Regions from separate parts of the Mus musculus genome. Here all the other regions are linked to region 3. A link is a contact called in public ChIA-PET and promoter capture Hi-C data. All regions are on one chromosome and are shown on one strand. Each heading gives the region's core, a stretch centred on a gene start, on an enhancer-like site or on the middle of the called end of the contact. The rest is flanking DNA. Distances are from core to core; before and after follow the strand shown. Region 1 holds the start of Haus7 (HAUS augmin-like complex, subunit 7). Region 2 has its middle 6.4 kb from the start of Bgn. Region 3 holds the start of Arhgap4 (Rho GTPase activating protein 4). Region 4 holds the start of Slc10a3 (solute carrier family 10 (sodium/bile acid cotransporter family), member 3).

Evidence for each region. Promoter capture Hi-C pulls out the DNA fragments that hold promoters and counts their contacts. ChIA-PET counts read pairs in DNA pulled down with a chosen protein or histone mark.
Region 1: a promoter capture Hi-C map of embryonic stem cells shows a contact between it and region 3, with 5 times the contacts expected there. The contact joins the promoter of Haus7 here to the promoter of Arhgap4 in region 3. A contact is called at or near these places in 2 of 39 promoter capture datasets (embryonic stem cells and pre-B cells).
Region 2: a promoter capture Hi-C map of the SN4741 cell line shows a contact between it and region 3, with 4 times the contacts expected there. The contact joins the enhancer-like site here to the promoter of Arhgap4 in region 3. A contact is called at or near these places in 2 of 39 promoter capture datasets (the SN4741 cell line and embryonic stem cells) and 1 of 9 other capture datasets (liver).
Region 4: a contact with region 3 is called in an RNA polymerase II ChIA-PET map of memory CD8 T cells, with 47 read pairs. The contact joins the promoter of Slc10a3 here to the promoter of Arhgap4 in region 3. A contact is called at or near these places in 5 of 39 promoter capture datasets (the SN4741 cell line, frontonasal cranial neural crest, hippocampal neurons and 2 more), 1 of 115 datasets of contacts at active chromatin or transcription factors (memory CD8 T cells) and 2 of 9 other capture datasets (liver and pancreatic islet).

The regions. Positions count from the first base shown.
Region 1 is chrX:73,455,385-73,462,302 of GRCm38.p6, forward strand. Haus7 (HAUS augmin-like complex, subunit 7) reads right to left here and starts at 3,645. Exons shown (of 10, transcript NM_028633.3): 1 at 3,451-3,645; 2 at 2,590-2,705. The coding sequence starts at 3,555.
Region 2 is chrX:73,473,607-73,480,761 of GRCm38.p6, forward strand. No RefSeq gene overlaps it. Among named protein-coding and RNA genes, the nearest start is that of Bgn, 6.4 kb to the right of the region's middle. Within about 2 kb of position 2,560, at least 87 of the 459 cell types and tissues checked have an H3K27ac peak or open chromatin away from gene starts, as enhancers often do. A contact at or near this core is called in the SN4741 cell line, where this site is marked.
Region 3 is chrX:73,907,044-73,913,662 of GRCm38.p6, forward strand. Arhgap4 (Rho GTPase activating protein 4) reads right to left here and starts at 4,255. Exons shown (of 22, transcript NM_138630.2): 1 at 4,120-4,255. The coding sequence starts at 4,186.
Region 4 is chrX:74,369,595-74,375,867 of GRCm38.p6, forward strand. It overlaps Slc10a3 (solute carrier family 10 (sodium/bile acid cotransporter family), member 3), which reads right to left and starts at 3,755. Exons shown (of 3, transcript NM_145406.2): 1 at 3,597-3,755; 2 at 3,020-3,088; 3 at 1-1,417. The coding sequence starts at 1,278. Gm44504 (predicted readthrough transcript (NMD candidate), 44504) reads right to left here and starts at 3,755. Exons shown (of 6, transcript NR_103489.1): 1 at 3,597-3,755; 2 at 3,020-3,088; 3 at 1,257-1,417.

The DNA of each region.
Region 1 (6,918 bases), core at 2,395-4,894, 450 kb before region 3:
GATTATAAGGATTTCCAAGGAACTCTGCAGCCTCTTTGGCCAAGGTTCCCTAACCTTTTAGAAGACTCTATCCTCCTGGAATGAAAACTGGCTGGGGCCAGAAACTGGCTTTCCCTTGGGTACTTCCTGAGCCTAGCACATTTCTAGGCAGTGATCAACACACAAAAACAGAGGTCAGTAAGTATATAATGAAGGAGCAATGGTTGCCTCTACCATTGCTACACTCTTTTCAGAAAAGGTCATTTTACACTTTTTTCTTTGTTTGGCTTTGGATAGGGTCTCACTATGTAGCCCTGGCTGTCCTGGAACTCCCTATGTAGACCAAGCTAGACTGGAAATCACAGAAATCCACCTGCCTCTGCCTCTTTCATGCTTGGATTAAAGGTGTGAGCCGTGGACACTTTTAATTATACACTTTTCAAAAAGTACAATTCAATACACAGTTTAAAGGAAAGATGTTGCAGGACATTTGATCACACTTTGAATCCTAAGATTATGTTATTTATTGGAAAAAAAACTGTTTCTAGTTGTGGTGTAGCTCAGACTTAGCACACACTTTTAATCCCTCTGACTAGAATACAGACATGCACTTAGCACACACCTTTAATCCCAAACAATGAAGACAAAATTAGTTTGTAGAAGGAAGCAGCCATGTTTGAAAGTGAGGGCTAATTGAGTGGCAGACAAAGTGATGAATCAGAAAGACTGACAGAATAGGATCTGCCCGACTCTCACAAGGAAAGGAAAGGGAAGCTACTTAAGAAAGGGCTCCTTGACAGGCAGTGGTGGTGCACGCCTTTAATCCCAGCACTTGGGAGGCAGAGGCAGGCGGATTGAGAAACCCTGTCTTGAAAAACCAAAAAAGAAAAAGAAGAAAAAGAAGAAGAAGAAGAAGAAGAAGAAGAAGAGGAGGAGGAGGAGGAGGAGGAGGAGGAGGAGGAGGAGGAGGAGGAGGAGGAGGAAGAGGAGGAGGAGGAGGAGGAGGAGGAAGCGGAAGAAGAAGAAGAAGAAGAAGAAGAAGAAGAAGAAGAAGAAGAAGTAGTAGTAGTAGTAGTAGTAGTAGTAGTAGTAGTAGTAGTAGTAGTAGTAGTAGTAGAAGAAGAAGAAGAAAAGACGAGACGAGACAAGACAGCATGTTCAGAGAGAGGAGGCAGTTTTCCTGGACAGTTGTACAGAGACAGGTTGCAGAGAGCAAGCTAGGCACAGGTGAAGACAGAATGAGCCAGAGAATAAAAAGGAGCCAGACAATTAGAACAGATTGCCAACAGATTGTTAGTTTGAGGCCAAGCAGAACAATTCAGGAGAGGCTGTGAGGAAGAAGCCAGGCTGAATCGGTCAGATTAGAGAGGAGTTTGATCCAGAACAGCTGAGTGGATCCAGCCAGCTACAGCTCAGTAAGAACAAGAAAGGGTGAGCTCATTCAGCAGTCAGTCTCAGAGGCTGAAACCAGGCTAGGCCTAGATAAGATTGCACGGAGGCTGTGAACTTTCTGTAGGGATGACCTTAACACAGAAGCCTTGAATCCTAAGCATACAGAGGGTCCTGTGTTTTCTAATGCTGGTCTCTGAAAGCCTTGAGTCTTAGACCCACTCTTCCCTTAAAGGAATCTGAGGGAGGTAAATCTCAAGACCCCCATTGTTATGGTCTGATCTTCATACTAATAAAACTCAATGGGTGGAATAATAAGAAAAAAAGATTGTATGGAGGCTAGAAGCTTCCAGTACTAGGCCTAGGTTAGCAGACGGAGGAAGTAAGCCCATGAGATGACAATTACATCAGGTAAATAATAGTTACTTTTACAGAGAGATGAACCCATATATAGGCTCCCAGTCTTATTTTTAAAGAAGGTTTATTGCTACACCACCCATTCATTCCTGTACATGCTGCCTGCCTATGCTGCTGTTGTGCTACCCTGGCAAGACTGAGTTGGAACAGTAGCTGTCCCTTCATATAAAATGCCTTGCTGAGCTCTATTTTAAGACACTAGAAGGCCCCTATAGTAAAAGAAGCTCTGATGACTTGGCTGTGCAGCCCTGGCCTTCAGGGTTAAGCACACAGATAAGCTCAACAATGAGGCTCTCGAGTAAGCATCTGGCCTTGAGAGCTCCTAGCTGGACAGAACTGGTTCCACAGAAAACTGCAAGGAAAAACTCCAACAACTTCCATTCCACTGAAAAGGCCTAGGCTGTCCTAGAAGCACTGCCCTCAGGATGGACTAAGAAAAACCTCTGTTCTTTGCAAGTTGGGGTAGAAAAGAAGGGAAACAATCTAGAAGGCCCGTTTCTGTCACTGGGTTTCTGGGCAACGTCCCTCTCTGATCATCAGGTGCTGTCCAAGCTGACAGTAATCAGAGCTCAGTGACAAGAACCACATCATATAGCCTCAACACAATCAAAAGCCCAGGAGGCCTGGTGCAGAAAGGGCTTTCATTAAAGTCCATCTTGTACTGCCAGGGCCACCTCCCCACCATCTTGGTCATGGCTCAGTTAGCTTTCCTGGAGCTGGCTTGGTTATGGGACCCTCTAAAATGACACATTCCCATCTCCCCCAGAAGACACTTCATGGAAAGGAAAGAACAAAGAGCATTACCGTATACACATCCATTCCAGTATGTCCAACCGGTACTTTGAGGGCCTACACAGCAGCTCCATAATTGTCTTTGGTTCTGTAATATACAGGCCGTCGAGGAAGGGGCAGTTTACACCCTAAACAAGGAAAAGGCAAGTCAGAGGAAGCCGGTTACTGTGGGGTGGCTAAGCATTTCTATCAGTTTGTGCCCCTTCCTGGCCTTGTCAAAAGTTCAAGTCCCTCATCTTCACCCTACATTTGCTCCTGTGACTTGCTGCCCCACCACTTTTAAGTGTGTTCCCTCTGGGTTTCACGGCCATAAAACTAGGAACATGCCTGAGAATGGGTTAAGAAGACTACGATTAAATCTGAGGGGCAGTGGAGGGAGACTGAAAGTGATCACTGAGTCAGTAGCAAGGGGAGATGGGAGGGAGGTTAGCAAGGGGTTCAATGGGCCTGGGATAGCTCCCTAACTTTACACGGTCATGCTCCTCACTGCTGCATGTACCTTAAACCCACCTGGAGGTCACTGTCTCTGACCCAACAAAACGGCAAGGTGTTCAGCCCATCTGTCCCCTCAAACCCAACTCCACCCACTTCCAGCTCTTTGAGATTGGGGCCCGCGTTCTCCATTTTTCATGGGCTCCAAGTCCCCAGCCTCAATCTTGCAATGGTCTGTTGGAACAGCACGAGCAGAGGTCCGAGGACTCCAAAGACCTAAGACAGATGGTCCGCAAGTCGCCCCCCCCCCCAAAGCTTTGCCAGGGCCTGCCACTGTGGACCCCTGTGGTGCGGTCAATGTCCACAGGAAGCTCCAAATGGCACTGGGACGGGGCCCCACCTGGTCCCCTATCAAGGAGCGGTTCCCCTGGCTCACAGTACCTTCAGCTTCTCGAACACCTCTACAGCTGCCTTGACCACGCAGTCATCACCCACATCTTTGTAGTAGCTGTCATCAGACCCGGCACCGGCACCCTCCTCCGCCATGTTTCGCGCTCTGAACTACAACTGGTTCACGCCCCCCAAGCTTACAGGCCGCCGCCACACTGCTAAAAGCTCACCAGTTTCTTAGGTCTCTCCGCCCACCAACCCGCGCGGCAGGAGCGAAGCCAACCATCGGGACGGGCGTCACAAAGGCCCACCCTCTTTTCCAACAAGCCTTCCCATTGGGCTGCCGCTCTGTCACTGCCTGCGCGCACCTCAGGGAGCAGGGTGCAGAGAAGAGGGTTGGGCGAGGATAGGACAGAGGCGGGCTAAAGGCGGGGCTGGAGGGGAGAGGCAGAGAGGAGGAGGCGGGCCGAGTAGGACTTAACCAAAAGCTGAGTAGCTCCTTTTAGAGGCAGAAGTGAGGGACTCAAAGAGGTCGGGCTCATCCAGGAGGAGGCGCTCCTACCTTGTTCAGGTTCTCTTTGGCAGTAGATGGATCCTGACTGATGAAGGCAAGCTTTGATAGAAAAACTAAGACCATTTCTCGGCCCAAAGTTCTGTCTTGTCTCCTTTGCACACAAAGTCAGAGGGAAAGTTCTTAAATTCAAATCTGGCTCTGCCAATCACAGGCTGTGTGACTTTTGTTTTGGTTTGTGTGGTCTGTTTTGTTTGGAGAACTTTGAACCAGGATTTGGCTTTGTAGCCCAGACTGACTTCAAACTTGTGATCCTCCTGCCTCAGCCTTCAATGCACTGTGATAACAGGTAAGCATTACCACACCCAGAAAACTTTGGGCCAGTTACCTAACCTCTCTGTGCTTCCTTGCCCTCAAATAAATGTTGGATAATGAGAGCACCTACTTCATTGGTTTACAAATGAAGATGAAAAGAAGCAATCATTTCTATGAAATTCCTAAGGTGAAGTCTGACAGGTAAATGTTCATTGTTATCATTATGCTGACCAGGCCCCACATCTCCATCCTACCTTTGGCTTTCATGGATGCTCTTGTGTCTCATTCCCACTCAGTCCGCTTAAAAATCTCTCTGTAGCCGGTTGTGGCGGCACACGCCTGTAATCCCAGCACTTGGGAGGCAGAGGCAGGCGGATTTCTGAGTTTGAGACCAGCCTGGTCTACAGAGTGAGTTCCAGGACAGCCAGGGCTACACAGAGAAACCCAAGAAACCCTGTCTCAAAAAAAAAAAAAAAAAACTCTGTATCTCAGATTCAGTGAGAGGCCCTGTTTCAAAAAGTAAGATGTCTCAGCCATTAAGAAATCTTAATGGCTGGTGCTCTTGCAGAAGACCCAGGTTTAGTTCCCAGTACCCATGTGGCAGGTCACAACCAGCTATAACTCCTGTTCCAGAAGACCCAAAGCCCTCTTCTAAACTCCTTGAACACAGCATGCATATGGTGCATAGACATAAATGCAAATAAAGACGCATGCACATAAAAATAAATATTTAAAAATAATGTAGAGAACAACTGAAAAAGATACCCAACAATGACCTTTGGCCTGTATACTCTCACATACTCTTCCCATATATATGTGTGGGAACGCGCACACACACACACACACACACACACACACATAGGGAGAGTTGTTGCTAGCAGGCAACTGAAGTCCTCTAACTGGAGAGGTCTCTCAGTGGAATCCTGGAAGGAGGGAGTAGGCAAGAGCTTGGGGGTAACAGGAAAGGGCCCTCAGACTGGCCCTGCTGAGGAGCCAGGGCCTAATTCCTTATAATATCAAGCTCTTCAGAGCCTCCCAATTTCAGCTGAAAAAAATCTGAGTAGAGGAAGGCCTAGAAACTTGGTTCAGGGGCTCCATTCTTTGCAAAGTATTTAGTATTTCTATCCTCCACAAGGTTGCTGCGACCTCGGACCTTTTCTGGAATACAAGGGGAGAAGGGGCTTTTGGTTGCTTGTTTTCCATTTTACTTTCTGTTTGGTCAAGTTTTACTTTTTCCTGCCATTTTCTGTTTTTGTTTTTTCTTCCTTTAAAAAAAGAAGAAAATTTCATTTCAATCATGACCCAGACATTCAAATTCTTGTGGGTTTTTCCTGTGGATCTTTCCTAGGACTGGGGAATTTGGCGGGAGAAACCGCTGTAGTGTGGCTGCCTCCCTCCACCCTTCCCGTAGCCTCTGCTCCAGAATCTGCTCCTGAGGAACGGAAAAGAAACCAACCCCTGTGTATTCTGGAAGAAAATCCTCCTTCTCCACCCAGTCCCAGGGAGCCAAAGCACTGAGCAGGTCTTTCCCCAACTCAGCAACTTTCTCCTCAGCTCCAGGTTGGGCCTAGAGAAGCAGAGTCCATCCACAGAAACCGAGGAGGCCACAGCAGCAGGAGGGAGCCTACCTTCCTATTCAGTCATGGCACCTCCGCTGGAGACTAGGGCGGACATGTAGATTGTTGCGCGCGCTCAACTGGCCAGGAAGAACGACGCTGCTACAGGATCCTTCTGCACACGTTTATTCAGTCCTGATTCTTCTTGTTTATATCTCCCTTGTTTATATCTCCCTTGTTTTTATATCTCCCTTGTTTTTATATCTCCCCTGTTTTTATATCTCCCCCGAACCCTGGGCCTCTCACTCCTTTTATACTCTCTCTCATCCACGCACCGCAGGCCACGCCCCCTCGCCAGTCGTGAGGCTTCAGCTAATCAGGGCAGCAGGGGCAAATCTCCACCAAATTGGATTCACCTGTATCCTGGTACACCTGCGCAGCACTCAAGATGTTTGTGTCTTATATGAGGAAGTCAGGTGCAAGTCATATGACTTAGCTGCAGTCCCTGGCGCCTTTGGGACTGCCGCCACACCCGCTCCTAACATCTCCCCCTTTTTTCTTTTCTGGCAGAGAGAATGTCTGTAGATAGCCCCCCGCAGCCATGCCCCTTACCCGTCCTTGGGTGACAAACAGCATTGGTTTGATCCCTGTCTTAGGTTGGTGACATGCCCAGGGAGTCTTATCACTGACTACCTCTCTATTATGCCAAGCCACACCTGGGGAGATTGTGTTTTGCTTGCGGCAGGTGCATCAAAAGGCCAGGATGTTGATTAATCTATGGCCAGATCTTAATTGCTGCAAGCAAGCCTCATGGGTGAAGGTAGAGGTCTGATCCCCAGTGTGCAAGCATAGGGGCCCTACACAAAACCATCCCTTAGGCTCATCACCCAGAGAGGTCTTGGCCAGCTCCCGTGTCGTTTTTCCTGGGGGAAGGGAACTAGGACACTGAACCTTCATGGATCAGACATACCTTCCACAGGATGCCAACAGCAAGCTATCCTCTGTGCAGTGCTTAGCCTCGCAACCCATGGCATAAAGCAGCATTATTTCTTTTAGAGCGGCAAACCGAATCTGAGGAGATTGTCCTGCCTCCACTGCAGCAAAAGCCTACGCTACCATGGCGAAAGTGCGGGCCGC
Region 2 (7,155 bases), core at 1,310-3,809, 440 kb before region 3:
TGTGAGTTGTAAAACTCAAGGGATCCATGACCTAGCCAGCCAGGGCTCCCAGGATCCTTGGCATAAATGAAGCAGTGGGCCTTCTTCATGAGCCCCTGGTTCTAGGAGCTAGGCACCAACTTCCTCAAAAGAAAAAAAAAGATGATAAAGAGTGCTGAATTGCAGTTATACCTTAGTGTGCTGGGACTCAATAGCAACTAGCTTTAGGAGGACCATCTGACATGCCAGGTATGGATCCCATGACTGTCCACCATGGGGGAACATTCCTCTGACGGGCATATGGAAACTAGAAAAGAAGGAAAGGCCTTGGAAACACAGTGAGTTGGGCAGGAAAGTATAAAGGGCAGCATGGAGGCAGGAAACTCCAGAGAATCTATAACAGAGTCCTGTCTGAGATGTCTTCAGGGCCCTATCACCACCTAATCCTCTAAGCTGTTGCCAACTTCCAAGGCTCCCCCCACCCCAAAATTCACCCCTCAACCTCAAGTTCCTCCTCCTTAAACCATATCTATGCCTGCCCTACTGGCACTCAGGAACCCCATCTGGAGCTGACCCAGAGCTGGTTTTAGCTGAGGCAACAGCTACACTAAGGGACATGAAAGGGAGAGGGAGTGCAGAGACCAATGGTGTCCTAGAGCTGCCATCACAAAGTCCCACAACCAAGTGTCTAACACAACAGAAACCTAGAATCCAGGTATGAGAGAGGAGGCTCCCTCAGAAGACCCTAAAAAAAATCTTTCCTCTGATTTGGACAGCTGATTAGGGTGTACATACAGACCTTTCACCATGACAATGAGCAGATGCCACAGGGTTAAGGATCTAATTCTAGAAAGAGTGGGACAGGCTAAGGGAGGTTGGGAGGGGGCTGTCAAGAGGCTAATGACAATCTGCTGATCACCAACACAGGACAGGCTGTAGTAGGGACGGAAGGCAAGGGTCCACAGACAGTCCCGCCCATCATTCCCAGGACCAGAACCTCCCGCCCTGTGTCTTCTTGTTCCAGGAAAAAGTTACCAGAACGTTTGGGTTTAATTATTCTTTTTTCCTCTTCCCCTCTTGCCAAGGGGGCAAAAGAAAGCAGACAGCAGCCTGGGAGGGGCCACCCAGCTGCTTTCCACTCCCCCCGCTGCTGCCTGCGGATGATGTGGGGCCTGGGCAGGGGGCTGGCTGCTAGTCAAACACAGGCTCAGCCCCTGCTTCTCCTTGACTGAGGCGCTGTGGTGTTTTCTCTGCTGATGGAAGGCATGGAGACTGCAGCCTGCAGGGATAGGAGACAGACGAGCTCACTCGCTCGATGGCTTGCTCCACTTACAGGCACCAGAGAGTGAAAGGTCACCGGAACAAGCCACTTTTCCTGCCTTCACCCATTCTGTCCATTACCACCCTCTGTTCCTTCAGACTTGCAAGGACCAGATCTTGCTTGCCAGCAGAGTCAGAGCCTCAAGGATCCACCATGGAGCAACAGGGGCTCATAGTGGCCCAGAGTAAAGTGGCAGCCTGATTCCACCATTAACCTAGGTTACCTCCGGCCCAGTAGATGTTTCTCTCTCACACACACAGACATGTGTTCCTAGATTCCATTTGTGGCACACATGTGGCCCAGGACTCCAGTCCAGTACCCACCCACCCCCACACCTACACAATAATGTTATTGACCTGTGACGCCTTGTCCACAGCCTCCTTCTGTACCTAGGCCTACCACAGTGTGGCTCTTCAAACCCAACAAAGAAAGGAGAAACACCCAAGCTAAGCTCTACTTGACCTTTGCACCACTTGGACAGTTTTAGATGCCCCTACTTTTTCACTTACTCGATGGAGACCCTTTAATTCAGCAAATGACCTAGTGGAGTTCAAGGGGCTGGGGAACACTGGTTTGCACTTTAATGTAATAAATGCACCTCATTCAAGCTTCTGGTACCCCCTACCTCCACCTCATATTCAAGCTGCATGCACTGAGAGCTCAGGTTCTCCTTGCTACAGAGTCCCTGGTCATATCCTAGATGCTGCTTCATTAGCATGGGGCTCAAAATTCCTCTGAGAGCCTCCTCATCAGAGCCTTGAAGCCTTGCAACTCACCCTAATTGTTCCAGAAACCATCTATAGTTGGTCTCTCTTCTCTATTAGGTGTTCCTGTCCTGGTCTAGGACATACAGTAGCATTTGGTTGCTGGTGCAGGCTGATAGGGAAGCCCAAAACAGCCTTTGTCCTAAAGTTACCAGGAGCTGGTGACTGCTGCATATTAGTAGCTTTGAGGCCATTTATCCATTCTTTACACCTTAACCCTTATCTTTGTCCATGCATACCCATCCTCAAGTCAGACTGCCTAATATCCAGGGTCCTGCCTGCAATTTGAAGATAGGATACTAAAATGCAGGCAGGTCAAATAATTTGCCCAATGGTGCGCCCCTCACTTCCTGTGGAATCAAGTTATAACCCATATGATCTGATGCCAGAGAAGGGAGTAGTCACATTCACCCAGCAGTTCCTGGGGACTAAGCCTTGGTCTGTGCAAAGCCAGGCCTACCTCAGAGGTCCAGCCCTGGGGATCTAGCAGTGACTATTTCCTGATGTAAGTCACTGACTGACTACCTGACCTAGACCAGCCTCCAATTTGCCTATGGGTCATGTGTGTCTCCTCTATGTCCAAGGGGCAGCACTTTGACACACCCCCTTCCAGGACAAATACTCCTCTTCCCTCCCTTGTTCCCTTTCTCTTCTCCCTCTATCTCCTGTCTTTGTACCTTATCCCTACCCTCTGTCCCTCAGGAGCAAATATATATCCTTTGTGCTGAGAACTTGGTCTTGGGGGTCCTAGGCTGTACTTTTCCTTTCAGTCTTGCCTGTGCTGAGAGCCAGAGGGAAAAGTCTGAGGTCCCTATTTCCAGAGCTTACAAGACCAGAGCATCAGGTAGTGACAAGGCAGGTAGAATGCAGCAGGAGAAGGACCATCCCTCCCTTGGGGGTATAAACGGAGGACACAAAAATACCTACTGCCACCAGTTACAGCTGGGCTCTGAGCCTGCAAATTTAGTCTTGCTTTGGTCTCATTCTGCAGCAATTCCCTATACCCCACCCCATTCTCAGCAGAAAAAGGACAAGCAGACTGGGGGTGGGGTGACTAGGAAGTGGTGGAATGTTTGCTTTGGACTCATCCCCACATTCCTTCTCCTCTGTGGTCTGGGCCCACAGATATGGCACTTCCTGTTTGGGTTGGGTCAGAGGTCAGCAGGCCTGGAGACACACTGGACTTGCGTTCCCAGCTTTCCCAACTGCTCCTCCCCAGCCTAACCACCCCAGGCCCTGCCCACCCTGCTTTGGCCTCCTAGTCCATCCAGCCGCACTCTCTTCACAGTCTGAATTTAGACCCAAAAGGCACAGGATGTATAGGCTAGGTAGCTCCAACATCCCATCCTCCCTATTCTTAGGCCTGCTGAGCTAATGAGTCAAGAAGATCCACTGTATGTCAGAGCAACAAGTTCCACACCCTGGTTTAGACCCTTGAGGACAGGGTGGAAATCCCCTGCACAGATGGAGGAGAGCAAGAAACAGAAACTCCTTAAGAATGGCTCCTGAGTTATTTCCAGTTCTATGAGGCTGCTATGTGGTGGCAGAGCAAGGAACAAAACTGCTGTGGTGTTCCCAATACAGATGAAGGGAAATTTAATTAAATTTAGAAATTCTATGAGATGATCCTTCAACTCACCCCATGATCAAGGTTGAAATTGAACTGCAATCAACCTAGCCTCTACTATCCCTACGAGCAATCTAGAATTGGGCTGATACCAAGATGAGACAAAGGAAATATGGTTTTATGTCCCCAGGTCATCACTAATTAAGGATGCCCAGTAAACAAGGCACAACTGAGGCAAGCAAGGATGAGCTAACTTTCCAAGAGAGCCAGGGTCTCAGAGCTATAGGGTCTCAGTAGCTAGAGGCCACGGCCTTCAGTCCAATTGTGATGTGGAAGGAGCTGGCCAGCAACAGATATAAGCTGGTAGTACAAGGGACATCGCCCAAAAGAACTGCAGGCAGGGCTAAGCTTTCAGTATCCTCCATTTCCTAATGCCATGCTTACTTGGCCTGCTTCTCCCTTAGGGAGTCACTTGGCAGGCACAGCAGTATAGGCAGTCCAACTGGAAACCTCAGGGTACTGAGCCTCTAAGAGACTACAACAGTAGCAATTCAGTTGGTGGTGATAGCAGGGATGGGGTGCCTGGGGTCATATGGCAAAAAAGGAAATACTCATCAATCTCCAAATTAAGATGGGGCACTGAGGTAGCAGAATAGAGCTGAGGGTAATAGCAGTGGAGACCAGAAGGATACTCCTGTGACTGTCAAGTTCAAGTGGACAATGAGAGTGGGGAGTAAAGCATTTGTTGAGGCCGGCCTGCATCTCCTCCAGGGCACTCAATGGGACCTTGCATCTATCCTTCCCTTTTCCTGTCCCCCATCAATCAGCTTCCAAGTCTAGCAACCCACCAGCCTCTATGCCTGGTTTCCCCACATTCCATCACACCAAGTCTCCCTCTTGCTTTAGATCCCAGGTCTGAGTAAGCTTTGCTCAACATGCTATGCCTGTTGGTACCAAGGCCACCCCCAGCTCCTTGTCCCATAGCAGCTGCTAGCACTTGGGAAATGCTAGGTTCCGAAGTCCTCAGGTTATGTACTGTCCTTTGCCAGGAACCTAGCTAGAGGCCTGAAAGACAGGGCCTGGCCTGCCCTTCCCCAAACCTGCTAGACTCCAGCAGAGTTGCTAGAGCCTTCAAGTTCCACAGGCCAGAGCCAGGCAGCACTCCTAAGGTGTAGCCTTATTCAAAGCACAGGGTCCCAAAGTGCCTCATGGCCTCCTGGCTCCTCAGCTTTGATGACAACCATCTACACAGGCTACAATACAGTCCTGGTCCACTTTCTCTCTTCTGGCCATGCCCCAGACTGTGCCTCTAAAGATAGCTAGACTCAAGCAGGCTGAGCCTTCAAGGAGCCCCCCTTCAATTCCTGAAATTACAACCCTGGTGGCCCAGAGGGGAGAGATGCTGTGTGATTATGTCCTCAGGGGAAGGTCAAAAAAAGCTCCTGGTGTACAGAGTGCCAGCTTTCACCAGCCACGCCTTGGTCATCAGCACCGGGAAGCTTCCAGACAGTGGAGCACTACCTCAGCTATCTCTTGGGCATATTGGCAGAAGTGGTGTCCCTAATTGCTCCACCTCCTGAACCCACAAAGCATCCATTTCATACCACCTTGAGGCTCCATGTCATCACTCAGCCACTTTAGTGGTAGTAGGGGCTGCTCTCTACAGTCTGTGGGTCTCATATCCTGACTCTGTTCAGCCATGGAGGATGTTAGGCATCAGCCATGAACATAGCCAGAGGGCCTAGTGGGTACCTGAGCAAGGCTGTGAACTTGGGAGCATTCTGGGCAAGATGCTTGCTAAAGAAAGGGCTCTGATGTGCATGTGACATGTCTTGCAGGCTGAGTCCCCTTGCTCAGGACTGTCTTTGTGGGAGCTCACAGGAGCACTGCAGAGAGTGCTGAAAGACACAGCCTAGGATACTGCCTTCTCCTCTGCAAGTCTTCCTTGTCCCCTCAGGCTGATGCGCTCTTTTCTCACCATCTCTTTGATTCTCCAGGCATGGCCTTGCTCTCAGTCCAGTAGTATGCAAATTCCATGTGGATAGGGTCATTACCTGGTTCAACTCAAGCACTGCAGATTCCCTTAAGTTCCAAGGTGTCTCCTGTGTCTCTGAAGCTTAGTTTATTCAGAAGCCAGGCACTGGACTGACCATTAACACTGACTGACAGAAGAAACAGGAGAAGTGTTGTGGAGACCCTCGGTTCAAGCTGCAGTCACCCACTAGGCTGGCTGGATAAACTAGGGGAACAGGACAGGGAAGGATTCAAAAGGGAGCCTAGCAGAAGAACCTTGAAGCCAACCCAGCTGCATGAGCTCTGGTGGGTAAAAGCCCCTGGGGCAGTTTTCTCAGACCTGCCAGGCTTCCAGGTCCTGCTCACCCCTACCCCAGAGACTCTCCACTAAAAGGTAGCATTTTATGCTCACAGAGAACCAACATGTTCACAGCTGCCCTATGGGTGTTCTCTCTCTCTCTCTCTCTCTCCCTCTCTCTCTCTCTCTCTCTCTCTCTGTCTCTCTCTCTCTCTCTCTCTCTCTCTCTCTGTCTCTCTCCACCTCCCCTTCAGCTTTGAAGCTAGGGCAAGAACAGCTGCAAAACAGCTGTGGGGAGACAGACTGCAGCTGATGCCAGGCCCTTTCCACACAGGCCAGGCTAAGATTCCCCTGCTTAGGAAACAGGCCCTCTCCTTTTTTTAGTTCCCTTCCTCTGTGGCTCTTCCACAAGACATAGGCCCTTTAATATGTCTTGTGTCCTGCCATTCTACCAGCTCTTGTCCAGGGAACATCCTGGACAGGCCAGAAGAGTAACTGCCTAATGGTGGATAGAGGGCTGGCTTCTCAGAACAGAAAGTCAGCAGTGTTTCCTAGCCAGGTCCTCAGGGAGTGCAGGTGCCCCTGGCAGGTGTTCACAGCAGTACAGCTTCTCCCAGCAAGCAGTGCTAGCTGCTCAAGGATGTGTTTCCCATACATCTAAATGTTTAGGCTTCTTCTTGCATTCTTGGTTCTGGTCAACCAGAGAAAGGGCTTCTCAGGCTGCAAGGCAGGCGGGGTAGGGGATGGAGGGTAGCTCCTCAAGATAGCCTAACCTTCTCCAGGCCTCTGGGGAATCATACAAGCTAGAGTTGTAGCGGACCTGTTCCTGTCTGGGGTAGCCTGGAATCACACTCTGATGAGCTGTCTCCCAACCCCCTGCACAAGACTGCCCTGGTTCCTGGGGAGCTAAGACAGCTGTGTAGTTGCCTCTTCTGGAGGCTTCAGGAAATGCCTGTTCTTCCTTCCCATCTTCTTCCCCTCCCACTGCCCTCCTCCTGACTTCCCTGCCTCCTTCCAGGCATGGGAGGCTAGAGGGCAAGAGGCTGCTGCTGTTGCTGCTGCTGCTGCTGCTAGCCAGCAAGGACGTTCTGTTCCTAGCCTTGCTATAGCTGGGGTCCTGGTTGTTTCCCAGCCTCCTCAGAGAAAGTTGAGGCATGAGGAAGGGGAATCAGAAGACAGAGAGGAGCAGGCTCAAAGACTGAGGTGCTGCCTG
Region 3 (6,619 bases), core at 3,005-5,504:
AGTACTCAGGTTCAGAAGCCCCTGTGCACTTGGGAAGGGCCCTAAGGCAGAGAACTCTGGACTGTGGTTTCTGTACAAACACAAGCAGCTGCTCAGGGGCAGGACTGCTGTGGTACTCCACCAAGCTGGAGAGACTTCAGGCCAGGTCAAACCTGTTCCATAGTAAGAGCCATGGCCAAGTGTTGATAAGTGAAGGGACAGAAGGGGCTGGACTAAGTTTTCTGCCTGTTGTTTCTACTGACAGTTACCCACCCCAAGACTTTTCCCTCTATCTTACAGGGGAGTCATAGCTGGTGGCCCCATACTACCACAGGGCTTTTGACATCTTATCTCTAGCCTGATTTGGTAATACTTCTTACCTCACCCATATCTAAAGCAAAAGCTGCCTAACCTGCAAGCTCTAGCACTAGTGTGTCCCCATCTCCCAGACCAAGGGCTCATATGAGCACCACAACCCACACCCCATTACATAGAATACATAAGGCACACTGTCTCGGCTTCTGGTAAACAGGATATGAACAACAAACAGGTCTTCAACTATATCCTCAAAACAGGACATTACTTGATCCCTTCATTTAGTGCAATGTGATTTTGTATCTATTTCATTCCAGGCATATTCTAGACACAGTCCCTGTTCCTCTGGAGCAGGGACCATAGTGGGAGACAGACAGCATGGGAAAAGAGCCATGGTAGAATGGCCAGGAGCAATGGGTACTTATAAGATGGACACATGGGCCAAGTGTAGTGGTGTACTATAATCTCAATACTCAAGAAGTAGGAGCAAGAGTATCAGAATTCAAGATCATCTTTGGCTTCACTGTGAGCTTGAGGTTATCCTAGGCTACACAAGACACTGCCTTTTAAAAAAGTATACAAGGGGCTATAAAGATGGCTCAGCAGTTAAGAGCACCTCTTCCAAGCCGGGCGGTAGTGGCGCACACCTTTAGTCCCAGCACTCGGGAGGCAGAGGCAGGCGGATTTCTGAGTTCGAGGCCAGCCTGGTCTACAAAGTGAGTTCCAGGACAGCCAGGGCTATACAGAGAAACCCTGTCTCAAAACAACAACAACAACAACCCCCCCCAAAAAAAACAAAAACAAAAACAAAAGCACCTCTTCCAGTGGTCCTGAGTTCAATTCCCAGCAACCATATGGTGGCTCACAACTATCTATAATAATTTCCAATGCCCTCTTCTGGCATGCAGACAGAACACTCATCCATAAAAATAAATAAATAGCAGGACTGCACAGAGAAACCCTGTCTCGAAAAACAAAACAAAAGAGAGAGAGAGAGAGAGAGAGAAAATATTTTTAAAAGTATATATACGAAAAGCAAGTGGGAGGAATCTGGGAGGGAGCAGATGACCTAAAGCTTGTGGTCTAGAATGCTCATCTGGATGCCCAAGGAGATATAAGCCAAACAGTGGTCTCATTTCATTTTCAGGGTCCCTCTAGCTACTGTATAGAGCCCAAGGAGCAGCTACTACATTTCACTTGTCTAAGGAAAAGATGGTGGACATTGGGACTCAGAGAGCAAGTCTGAAAGGTAAGACCCAGGAGTATCTATTCAAAGAAACCCCCTGTAAAGAAATCAGAATGGGTGGACTTCTATCCTGACAGTGACTTTCCTGGAGCTATGAGATGAAAAGCCTTGTTAGGTATTTCCTATCCAGACCTCCCATCTTCCTATCTGATTTCCTTTCTCAGTATGTCTTCTGCCTGCTCTCAGACTCCACTCTATGGTAATACCGACTTCTCCAGCTGCATGCACGGCCCACTCATCAGCCTTTTATACCACCCACTGGACTCCCTTGGGGGTGGATTTTGGGGATCACCTTTAACCAGGTCATTGAAATTGCTAATTTTCCATTAAGGGTACAAGTTAGGCAGATGGGAACTGGTGTGTATGTATGGAAACTCCTAACACCGAAGCCAATGCAAAGCAGAGCCCACAATACCAAGTGTTACTGCCACCAGTCTCCTGTCTCTGAAGTGGGCTGTGCCAGCCACTCGCTAGGATGAGTGCTGACTTCTATCGGGGAAATCTCCACTAAATGAGAATAACAGGGTTTAAAGAATGGCAATTAAAGTTCAAGTAGGGTCCCAAGAGGACCCAACAGGCCCTTCCTTACAGTGCCTGTCCTGTGTTCCAGAAGGGATGTGCTTGCTACTCATGGAGGGACCTATTAGAGCTGCACAATGCTGAGTGCACCAGCAGATCACACTATTGTGTGGATTCTCCAGTAACAGCAATAGCAGTTCTGCTTCCGAACATGCACACCAGCTGCTGTCAAAGAGCTATAGATTACAAGCCAACTGCATCTGAGGTCCACAGAAGGCAGGAAACTGCTGTTCCAAGACTCCAGGTTGTAGCAGAGCTTTCAGATCTCAGCTCAAAAAACCCTGATCCCCAACCAAGCTCTGGCCCTTGTCTAGCCCCAGTGTGCTCTTGGGACCTTGGTTGTCCTTTGTAGTGGCTATTATCATACATGAAATCAGCTGTGCACTTGGTTGTTTACTGCTTTTCTCTCCTCAGACCTGTGAACCTCAGAAGGGCAAGGACTGCTTCTCTCATATACAATAAGGGAGTCACAGAGGCTGCAGCAAAATAGATGTAGTAAAAAAAAAAAATCTGGGTGTGATGGCATATGCTTGTCATTCCTAGCCCTGGAAGTTTGAGGCAGGGGATGTTGCAAGTTCCAGGCCAGCCTGAATAAAATAATGAGTTCAATACTATCCTGCTGTACATACCAAGCTCCAATCCTACTCACACAAACAAACAAACAAACAGTTGACAAAAAAGAGTGAGAAATCCTGCATATTTGCATTGCAAAGCTGGGACCCAGGCCCCCTAGCACTTCCTGTGAGCCAGGCATTCACTCTCACTTCTGCTGACCAGCAAAGCAGAATGCATTGTCCTCCAAACCACGACTATGCGACCTTTTAGAAATTAGAGTGCCAAAACAGTGCCCCTGTTCCAGCATGATTGGAAGACTTTCTTTTGAGGGAGGCTGGTGAGAAATAATAGCCACAAAGGCTGAACACCCTGAGTGAGCAAGGGCCATTTAAAAGATATTCTAGGGCCAAACTCCAATTTCTCTTGATGGGAACTAACCGGCCTGTGTTTGCTGACTGAAGACATTTCAAGGTCCTTAGGCTTCAGGACATTTTGAGGAAGTAGGATGGAATCATTGTCTCCATCTGCTGGCTCACCCTCTGCAATCACCTCAAGCTGCCTCTGGACACCAAGATGAGGAGGTCTGGGTCAAACTTTCAAAGGCAGTTATGCTCTCCACTATAACAGCAACACATCATGAAGATACACTTTGTTATAAGTTGCTTGCACCAAATAAGTACATTGGAATTTCATCTACAGGTTGGAAAACTCCAAGGATCATATTATTTCTTCTCTTATGAGCCATTGTGCTCTGTGACAGGTAAGTCACTGTGTTTGTATCCAAAGTCTTTGGAAATAGGAAGAGAGCCAAGATATCTGGAAGCAACAAGCAAGTGGGGGTGGGGGTGGGGGTGAGGGAGGTTAGACACTGCCTCCTTTCCTGTGAAAGAGTTACCTACCACACCCTGAAGAAATGAAGCTGTCAGCAAAGAACTCACAAAGCTCATTTGCATGTGATTTGCATAGAAGTGTTTGCCCAAATCCAGAGGTCTAATAGCCTAAGGCTGTAAAGCCATCCCAGTTGAATTTCTCTAACCCATATTCAGTCTCCTAGCTTGACCCAAGACCAACCACCCTAAACCTGCAAGCTAATACAGTGCCAAAGGGAGGTGAAGGTGCTAAGAATTCATAGATTCTAGTGGTGTTAAGAGTGAGGTGTCAGGCTACCAACAAAGTCAAAGTGGCCCATTATACTCCAACTAGAAAGCCACCCTCTCAGTCTGTCCTTCCCTCGGGCTACCACAGTCATTGCTGCCTGAGTGAGCAACAGGCGACCCAAGTTGGCTAAGGAGGCGAGAGGGAGGGCTTGGGCAGGCAGTTGAGGCCAAAGAGGCTTCAAGAAGCAGGGCTTGGACTCCCTTCTCCACCCTGCTCCAGGCACCCCTGAGATCAGCAGCGGACACTTGGGGTCTCCCCTGTAAACCAGGACTAAAGCACCCTCTCACCTTTGACCTGTGCGTCATACTCAGGTTGTAGCCCCCGCTCCCGCCGCAACTTCCCGTGCGCCGCCATGGCCCAAGGCCGTTCGCGACTTCGAGTCCCAATGCTCCCACGCGGAAGCGAGGCGAGACCGCCAAGTGCAGGGACTAGGGGCGCCAAGGCCAGCACCCTCCGCGGGCCCCGCCCCGCCAGCCCCGCCCCCAGCACAGTCCCCGGAGGGGCGGGGCGACTTGGACCTGGCACTGCCCGGGTGGGCCTCTGAAAGTCTAGGCACCCCTTTTCAGGCTCATCTCTCTTGAGACAAGTTGCTCCTCTACCTAGATACCTTGAGCCCAAAGAGTCAACATAAAGCAGCAATGCAAGACAACCTCAACATGTCTGGGACCACCTGCTGCTGTTCCTCATTATCTGCAGAAACCTATCTGTGGTTCCCATTGTCAGACAACACCCCTATGGCCACTAGCCCTCAATACTAATGGACAATGGCACCATAGCTGCTCCAGGCTCCTAGGTGGTCTGCCTCTGAAGCCTTCCTGGACATCAGATGCCACCCTCCTTCCAGAGTCATAGCCCATAGTGAGGCCTATGGGAGTTCAGACAGCTGAATGGGAAGTTGTAGGCTTATGCTCTCCCTGGGCCCCCTGAGGGGGAGGGAGCGGGGTTCAGCTACAGTTCCCCTTCTACTCAGCCCCAAAGGAAAGAACTAGCCTCATTTCCCCATAGGTAGTTACCACTTCCTGCTGCCGGAAGAGATTATTTTTGTCTCTTTTCCCTTCCATCTTGCACCTGTAGGGACCTATACCAGTGGGGGCTTTGAACCAGCCTAGAAACAACTCCTACTGCCTCCTTTATCCAAGGATGATGGTGATTTTATTCACCCCCATCAACTCTAAGTCATAAGGCAAGATCTACTTATTAATTTGTCATGTTTTGTTTTGTCTCATTCACAAGGCTTCACTTTGTAGCCCTGGTTGGCTTTACACAATCCAGGCTGGACTCAAACTCTGCCTCTGTCCCAAGGGCTAGGATTGCATATGTGCACAACCACAGCAGGCTCTTCTAGTCAATTAGGAAGGCAGGAGGCAGGTGACAAGCCATCTGTCTTTAGTTCATTGGAGAGAAAGCCCTGGGGTATACAGACTGTGGGCGATAGGCAAGATAACTTACAAAACATGCTTGAAGGTACTAATACAAGGGCATCCACACCTGTACTTACATGCATGGATGTCAAAGTGCATGTGAGCACTTGTAAGCCTGACATGGAGATTTGGCAGGAGGGAAGACTGTTCTGGACTTTCAACTGTGTTCAATCTTTTTTTTTTTTTTTTAAGATTTATTTATTGTTATATGTGAGTACACTGTAGCTGTCTTCGACACACCAGAAGAGGGCATCAGATCACATCACTGATGGTTATGAGCCACCACGTGGTTGCTGGGATTTGAACTCAAGACCTTTGGAAGAGCAGTCAAAGCTCTTATCACTGAGCCATCTCACCAGCTTCAATCTTGGTTTTTTTTTGTTGTTGTTGTTTCGTTTTTGGTTTTTTTTTTTTTGGTTTTTCGAGACAGGGTTTCTCTGTGTAGCCCTGGCTGTCCTAGAACTCACTCTGTAGACCAGTTTGGCCTCGAACTCAGAAATCCACCTGCCTCTGCCTCCCAAGTTCAATCTTGTTCTTGATCTCCATTTGCTCCCAATACCAAAGCCCTTCTCTAAGATGCTGTTGGTGCTCACAGAACCTTGAAGAAATGGTCTAGAAGCTAGCTAAATGTTGGCAAGCCCAAGTCCTGGACTTCCAGAAGCTGGTCTCAGAAGTAGCAATGTTGGAATCTTCCACCAAGGTAAGCAAGCCTGTATCGTTCTCATAGCACATGAATGAACATCCATCCTTATGAACTTGCTTTGTCAGGACATTTATTTCAAGAGTGCCTCATACTAAAGTAAATCAGGCACCAATGCCTTTATTAGTTAAAGCAACCCACCCTACCTGTCTTCCCTTCTTTCTGACCCTTAACTAATCCTTAGAAGTCACCCATCCAAGCAGCAGAGCCAGACCAGGATTCAGGCACACAAGAAATGGCTACTGAACTAGCCTTCAAATATTCTTAGTCCTTAATCCAGAAATCTGAACGGTGCCCCATTCAGCCCTTTGCATGAAACTGAGTGAAAAGCAAAACAGAAAACTTAGTGACTGGCTGTTTTCGGGACACTTGCTTGGCATCTGAAGCCATGAGTGAAACTGCTTCTGTTCCTTTAGCTCTTGTTCCTTTTGTTTGGAAACAGGGTCTCACTATGTAGGTCTGGCTGTTCTGGAACTTACTATGGAGACCAGGCTGGCCTCAGTCTGCCTCTGCCTCCCAAGTGCTGGGATTAAAGACGTGTGCCAGCATACCTGGCCTGTTCCTTTTTGGCTTTTTTTTAAAAAAAAAAATGAGATTTCTTCATTTAATTTTATGTGTATATGTATGTGTAACTTGTATGTGTGCATCAGAATCTCCAGATTCTGG
Region 4 (6,273 bases), core at 2,505-5,004, 460 kb after region 3:
TAAGGCTAGCAGGCTGTTTTGCACCCCTACCTCAATGCTGACTGTTCGTCGCTGAGCCACTGGCAGCTTCAGGCAGATGGCCAGGCTGTAGCCCACCAAGAGGCCAACAAGAGGCACTGTGAAACCCACCAGTACAATGGGTAACCTGACTCCCACTAGGATGAAGACCCCCATGTGGTAGGCCAGGAACAGGCCACCCAGGAGAAGTATAAAGCTGAAGGGCTTGATGACCTGTAACAGTAGTTCAGAGAACTTGGGGAGCTTAGATTTGATCACCACACCCGCTGCTATGGGGATGGCGATAAACAGCAGGGTCCCCAATATCTTGGAGATGGGCACGTGGAGTGTTTCATGGATGCTGAGAAGGTAGCTGTAGATGGCTGATGAGAGTGGTAGGAAACCAGTGGCAGCTACTGTTGAGATGAAAGTCATGGAGATGGCCAGGGTGACATCTCCTCCAAGGAGGAGACTGAAGAGGTAGCTCCCTCCACCACCAGGTGATGAGCAGGTAATGATGAGGCCCAGAGCTAAGGCCTTGGGTAGCATGAAGACTTTGGCCATCAGGAAAGCATAGAAAGGCATGACCAGAAACTGGCCCAAGAGGCCCAACAGCATGGGTTGGGGGCTCTGTAGGAGCTCCTTCAAAACTTCAAGTTCCACTTTGCAACCAAATGAACACTTGTTGACAAAGATAAGAGGCAGAAGCAAGTAGAGTATTGGGTTCTCTGAGAAGTGGCCCAAGTTGGTGTTGAGAGCAGAAGGGAGGTCTTCAGCAGGTGACACCCTGATGCAGAAATCTCTCCGTTCTTCGATCAGCAGGGGTGGGGCCTCATAGAAATCCATGAGCTGGAGGTGGAGTGGGGCCAGCCCAGCTAGACCTGAGTGGATGCCTACCACAAAGCCACCTCCACTGCTCCAGGTTATGGCACTCACATTCTTAATGGTCAGCACCTCTGTGTCCAGGGATATAACCTTAAGTATGGGGCTGGGGCCTGTCCCATTGGTCTGTCCAGTGTATTGGCTAGAGATCACAATGATACCCTCACTCTTCTCAGGGAAATCAAATTCTGTCACTGAGCCATCCCCAATACTCAAATAGTGACCACTTGTGTGGCCCAGAGCAGTGCTGATGTTGGCACTGGCCATCACTTGAGCTCCCCATGGTAGGCTGATGAACAGCAGGGCAGTTCCAAGCATGCCTACAAAACCTGTACAACCACCCTGTCCTCCCAGGCCAGGCAACTGCTGGGAGCTACCTCTGCTTTTCTTGACCACCATGGCACTTCACAAAGGATAGTTTTTTCAGGCCTCTTGTGTCTTAGGGAGACACCCTTGCTTGTGCTGTTGGAATGTCCTGAGAAGGGTCCATGGGAAGGTCCTGGTCCTATATTTTCTTCCTTGATAGCAGGATTTTTTCCTGAAAAGAAAAGGGGTAAAGAAAGTGGTTAATGAAGAGGAGAAATTGCAAGCTTAGGAGCATGGGGCTCTCAGACCTTTACCTCTAGTTTTGAAATAATGCTGGCCCTTGAATGTCATTCAGCCATCTCCTCTTTCAGCACAGCTGCCTCAAGCTTCTCAGCCCTCAAGAGGGGAATCCCCACTCAGGCTGCCAAATTACATGGACTTTCTTACTATGGTAACCTCATAGAGAAGTTCTAATACTGAGGGTTTTAGGAGAGTGATCTCTAATCCTGTCACCACTAGGCCATCCCACTCTCATTTCAAGATGCAAAGATACCACCATGGGAATGAACTAAATTGCTACCTGGAGGGGGTAAATATGGTGGCTCACTCCTGTCATCCCAGTATTTGGGAGGTGGAGCCAAGAGAATCAGGTGACTAAGATTATCCTTCAGTTATATAGCCAGTTCCAGGGCAGCCTGGGAGACTTGATAGTTCATTTCCAAACAAAGCAAATCAAATAAATGGCTTCCTGGGGGGGGGGGGGGAGAGACAAAAAGACTGGCCAGATGAGAACAAAGGGTGCTGATTGGGCCAGATCCAGGTCTTTAAAGAATAGAATAAGGGTGTCTAAGTGCCATTTGCCAGCTACAAAGTTTTAACAAAGTGATATGTGCAGTAAGTGAGTTCCAGAACCAAAGGCTGCTACTGACAAGCTGTGGCTACATGTCTTGTTTCATTTGCCCTATAGTTATGAGATGGAAGTCCTGTGAGACACACACCCCTGCTTCTCAGGGAAGCTATAGTGGGACTTCAGTAGGAATACAGTGAGGATACAATAGGTATCCACTGAGCAACCTTGTCTTTTTGTTTTTGTTTTGAGACAGGGTTTCTCTGTATAGCCCTGGCTGTCCTGGAACTCACTTTGTAGACCAGGCTGGCCTCGAACTCAGAAATCCGCCTGCCTCTGCCTCCTGAGTGCTGGGATTAAAGGCGTGCGCCACCACGCCTGGCCATGAGCAAGCAAACTTCTCTTGTCAGAGCTCCCTGGTCTCAGAATTTGAGCTCTTATATCTGTTGCTACATCTGAGAGTCTCTGCTTAGAGTCTTCTCAATGTATTACCCTATCAGAGTCTTTTTGTTTGAGACAGGGTCTTGTGTGTGTAGTCCTGTTGGCCTGCAATTCACATGTAAACTAGGCTGGCCTTAAATTCTCAGAGATCTTCCTGCCTCTATGTCTTATGTGCTGTAATTAAAGGTGTAGGCTACCACATTCAGTCCTGTTGTTGTTGCTGCTGCTGCTGGTGAGACAGGTCTTCACTGTGTAGTCTTAGCTAACCTGGAATTCACCATGAAGACCAGGCTGGAACTCAGATCCACCTGCCCCCCAAGTGCTGGGATAAAGGTGTGCACGACCTACCAGAGTTTTAAACTTACAGTGAACCTCAGTATTTCTAAGGGTAGAGTAACATGGGGCGAAAGGAGAGGTCTGCCTCCTTCCCTTTCTCAACTGGATAGTCAACACCTTTGTATTATCATCTGCTAGAACTGGGGCAACTTGATGGCAGTGGATATAGCAGGTTTTACATTATGCTGATTTTGAGTATGGGTCACTTACCCTGGGGGCCCTGGTCCAGCCTTGAATCTCGCTGATGAAGAGGGAGGCAGGAAAACCAGAGTAAGGTAACTAGTCAAGTAGAGAGAAAAGATGTAGGCATCAGAGTAGTGTGAGCCAGTTAAGGGAAAGACTAAGGACCATCCACCCATAACCCCATCCTACCAGCAGGACTAGTGGACCATAGTAGATCACTGCAAGAGGGATTTGGTCCCTATCCTACACTTCTGCTGATAGTGGAGCTGAAAGAGTTAGAGTAAACACACTCCAAGGCTGAGTGAGGAAGCAATACCATCCGGAAGTTTTTTTTTGTTTTTTGTTTTTGTTTTTTCACAGCAGCAAAGTATAGGGGCTGAAGAATAACTGGCAATGATGACCAGGTCTCCTCCGCACCTGACAGTTCAGGGTCTGTCAGGTGGCTAGAGAAGTTAGGAAGGGCTTACAACCCCCACGGGCAGTCTTGGGTTCTGAAGAGCCTCCACGTCACAACCGCACCCGCAAGACCTTTCGCTGGGTCTGGCCAGAGCTGGTGACCACGGACTGCGGACGGAGCCACAAGTCACCTCCCATCCTCACCTACCTGGTCGAAATCTCTCACTTGCTTCCGCGGCCACAGAGCTCCTCACAAGTAGTGGCCCGGGCCGGCAAACGCCGGCAAGTGAGGCCCGTCCTGCCCGGGCCTCGTCCCGCCCCCACAGGCTCCGCCCCACCAAGGTTCCATCCGCGTGCTAGGACTCCGCCCTCTCACAAAAGCACTCGCCCCTGGCGGGCTTGTGTCAGGTTCCCAACGGATGTGACGTTTCTGGAAGCGACGAGCTGGCCCTACCACGTGAGACCTGACTGCCTAAGTCACTGGTATTGGCATGTGGGGCAATAAGTACATTCTTGTGTGGTTACCTCCTCAGATAAAAGTGGGTGATGGGAAGATGATGTCAGAGGACATTAAACTGATACTAAATTAAAGGTCATGTGGTGATTGAAGTGATGGCTCAGTGAGTGTTTACTACCTTTTCAGGACTCTGGTTCAACTTCACATTATCTACTTAGCAGCTTGCAGCCGCCTGTAACTACAGTTCAGGAGCTTTGATACCCTCTTCTTGCCTCTGCCCATACTGGATGCATATGGTGCACATACAAACATACAGCCAAACATATGCATGTCATTTTTTAAAAGGTGACTTGTATCCAGGTAGTTCTGTTATTGCCGTATCTGCTTCTCTCTCCCCCCCCCCCTTTCTTTTTCTTTTTCCTTTTTTTCCGAGACAGTTTTTCTCTGAATATCCCTGGCTGTCCTGGAACTCACTCAGTAGACCAGGGTGGCCTCGAATTCAGAAATCCACCTGCCTCTGCCTCTCAAGTGCTGGGATTAAAGGCATGGACCACCACTGGCCAGCTTGCTTCTCTTTTTTGAGGTGTACAAAATAAACTTGTTTATCTTATTGTTTTGATCTCTTTCTTTCTTCCTTTTCCTTTTTTTTTTTTTCGAGACAGGGTTTCTCTGTGTAGCCCTGGCTGTCCTGGAACTCACTTTGTAGACCAGGCTGGCCTCGAACTCAGAAATCTGCCTGCCTCTGCCTCCTGAGTGCTGGGATTAAAGGCGTGTGCCACCACGCCGGGCTCTTTCTTTCTTTTTAATGAGCCTTGGAGACAGAAGCAGGCAAATTGCTGAGGTCAAGACTAGGTAGGTCTACTGAGAGAGTTCCAGGCCAGCTGTCCAGGGCCACACAGAGAAATTCTGTCTTTAAAAATCTATAATGAGGCTTCTGCGATGGCTCAGTTGATAAAAGCACTTGAGGCCTCTCAACACTACATGTTCAATGGAGGGAAAGAACTGACTCCTAGAAGTTGTCCTCTGACCTACATGAGTACTCATACACAAACTATAAATACACATTTTTTTTTGGTTTGGTTTTTTTGAGACAGGGTTTCTCTGTGTAGTCCTGGCTGTCGCAGAACTCACTCTGTAGACCAGGCTCGAACTCAGAAATCCACCTGCCTCTGCCTCCCAAGTGCTAGGATTAAAGGTGCGTGCCACCACTGCCAGGCTCATACACAATTTTTAAAAAAGGGTCGTTGTTCCCAAAGTTACTGGGGAAACTAGAATAAATGAGTATTGCTTTAAAATGAACCTTTTCTCAGCTATGCTAGCACTTCAAAGGCTGAGACAGGAGAATTGGATTTTTTTTTTCTCCCTGAGACAGGGTTTCTCTAAGTAGCCCTGGTTGTCCTGGAACTCACTCTGCTGACTAGGCTGGCCTCGAACTCAGAGATCTGCCTGATTTGCTTCTGAGTGCTGAGATTAACATGGTGCACCATCACCTGGCAGGAGGATTGGCTATTTAAGGCCAGTTTAGCTGGGCGTGGTGGTGCACGCCTTTAATCCCAGCACTTGGGAGGCAGAGGCAGGCGGATTTCTGAGTTTGAGGCCAGCCTGGTCTACAGAGTGAGTTCCAGGACAGCCAGGGTTACACAGAGAAACCCTGTCTCGAAAAACCAAAGAGAGAGAGAGAGAGAGAGAGAGAGAGAGAGAGAGAGAAGAGAGAAGAGAGAAGAGAGAAGAGAGAGAGAGAAGAGAGAAGAGAGAAGAGAGAAGAGAGAAGAGAGAGAGAGAGAAGAGAGAAGAGAGAGAGAGAGAGAGAGAAGAGAGAAGAGAGAAGAGAGAAGAGAGAAGAGAGAAGAGAGAAGAGAGAAGAGAGAGAGGAGAGAGAGAGAGGAGTTTTAGGATTTTTTTCCCTCCATATCCCCAACCACCCAAAATTGGCTTCTCTCACACCAGTAGCAGAGGTTCATTTCTATGGGGATCAAACCCAGGTCTGTTTTTGTTGTTGTTGTTTTTTGTTGTTGTTGTTGTTGTTTTGGTTTTTGGTTTTTCGAGACAGGGTTTTTCTGTGTATCTCTGGCTGTCCTGGAACTCACTCTGTAGACCAGGCTGGCCTTGAACTCAGAAATCCGCCTGCCTCTGCCTCCCGAGTGCTGGGATTAAAGGCATGTACCACCATGCCCGGCCAAACCCGGGTCTTAATGCAAACTTGACAACACTCTATGACTGAAATATACCACAAGCTCCAAGAGGTTCTTTAGCTTTATGTATTTTTTATTTTTCTAAAAAGATACTTATTTTTATATTATGTATGCATGTATGTGTCTGAGTAATATCTCTTTTTACCTTACAAGTAAATAACAATAATTTTTATGTTACATATATTTGATGTTACATATATTTGTTTTTTAAAAATACATTTATGGGCTGGAGAGAT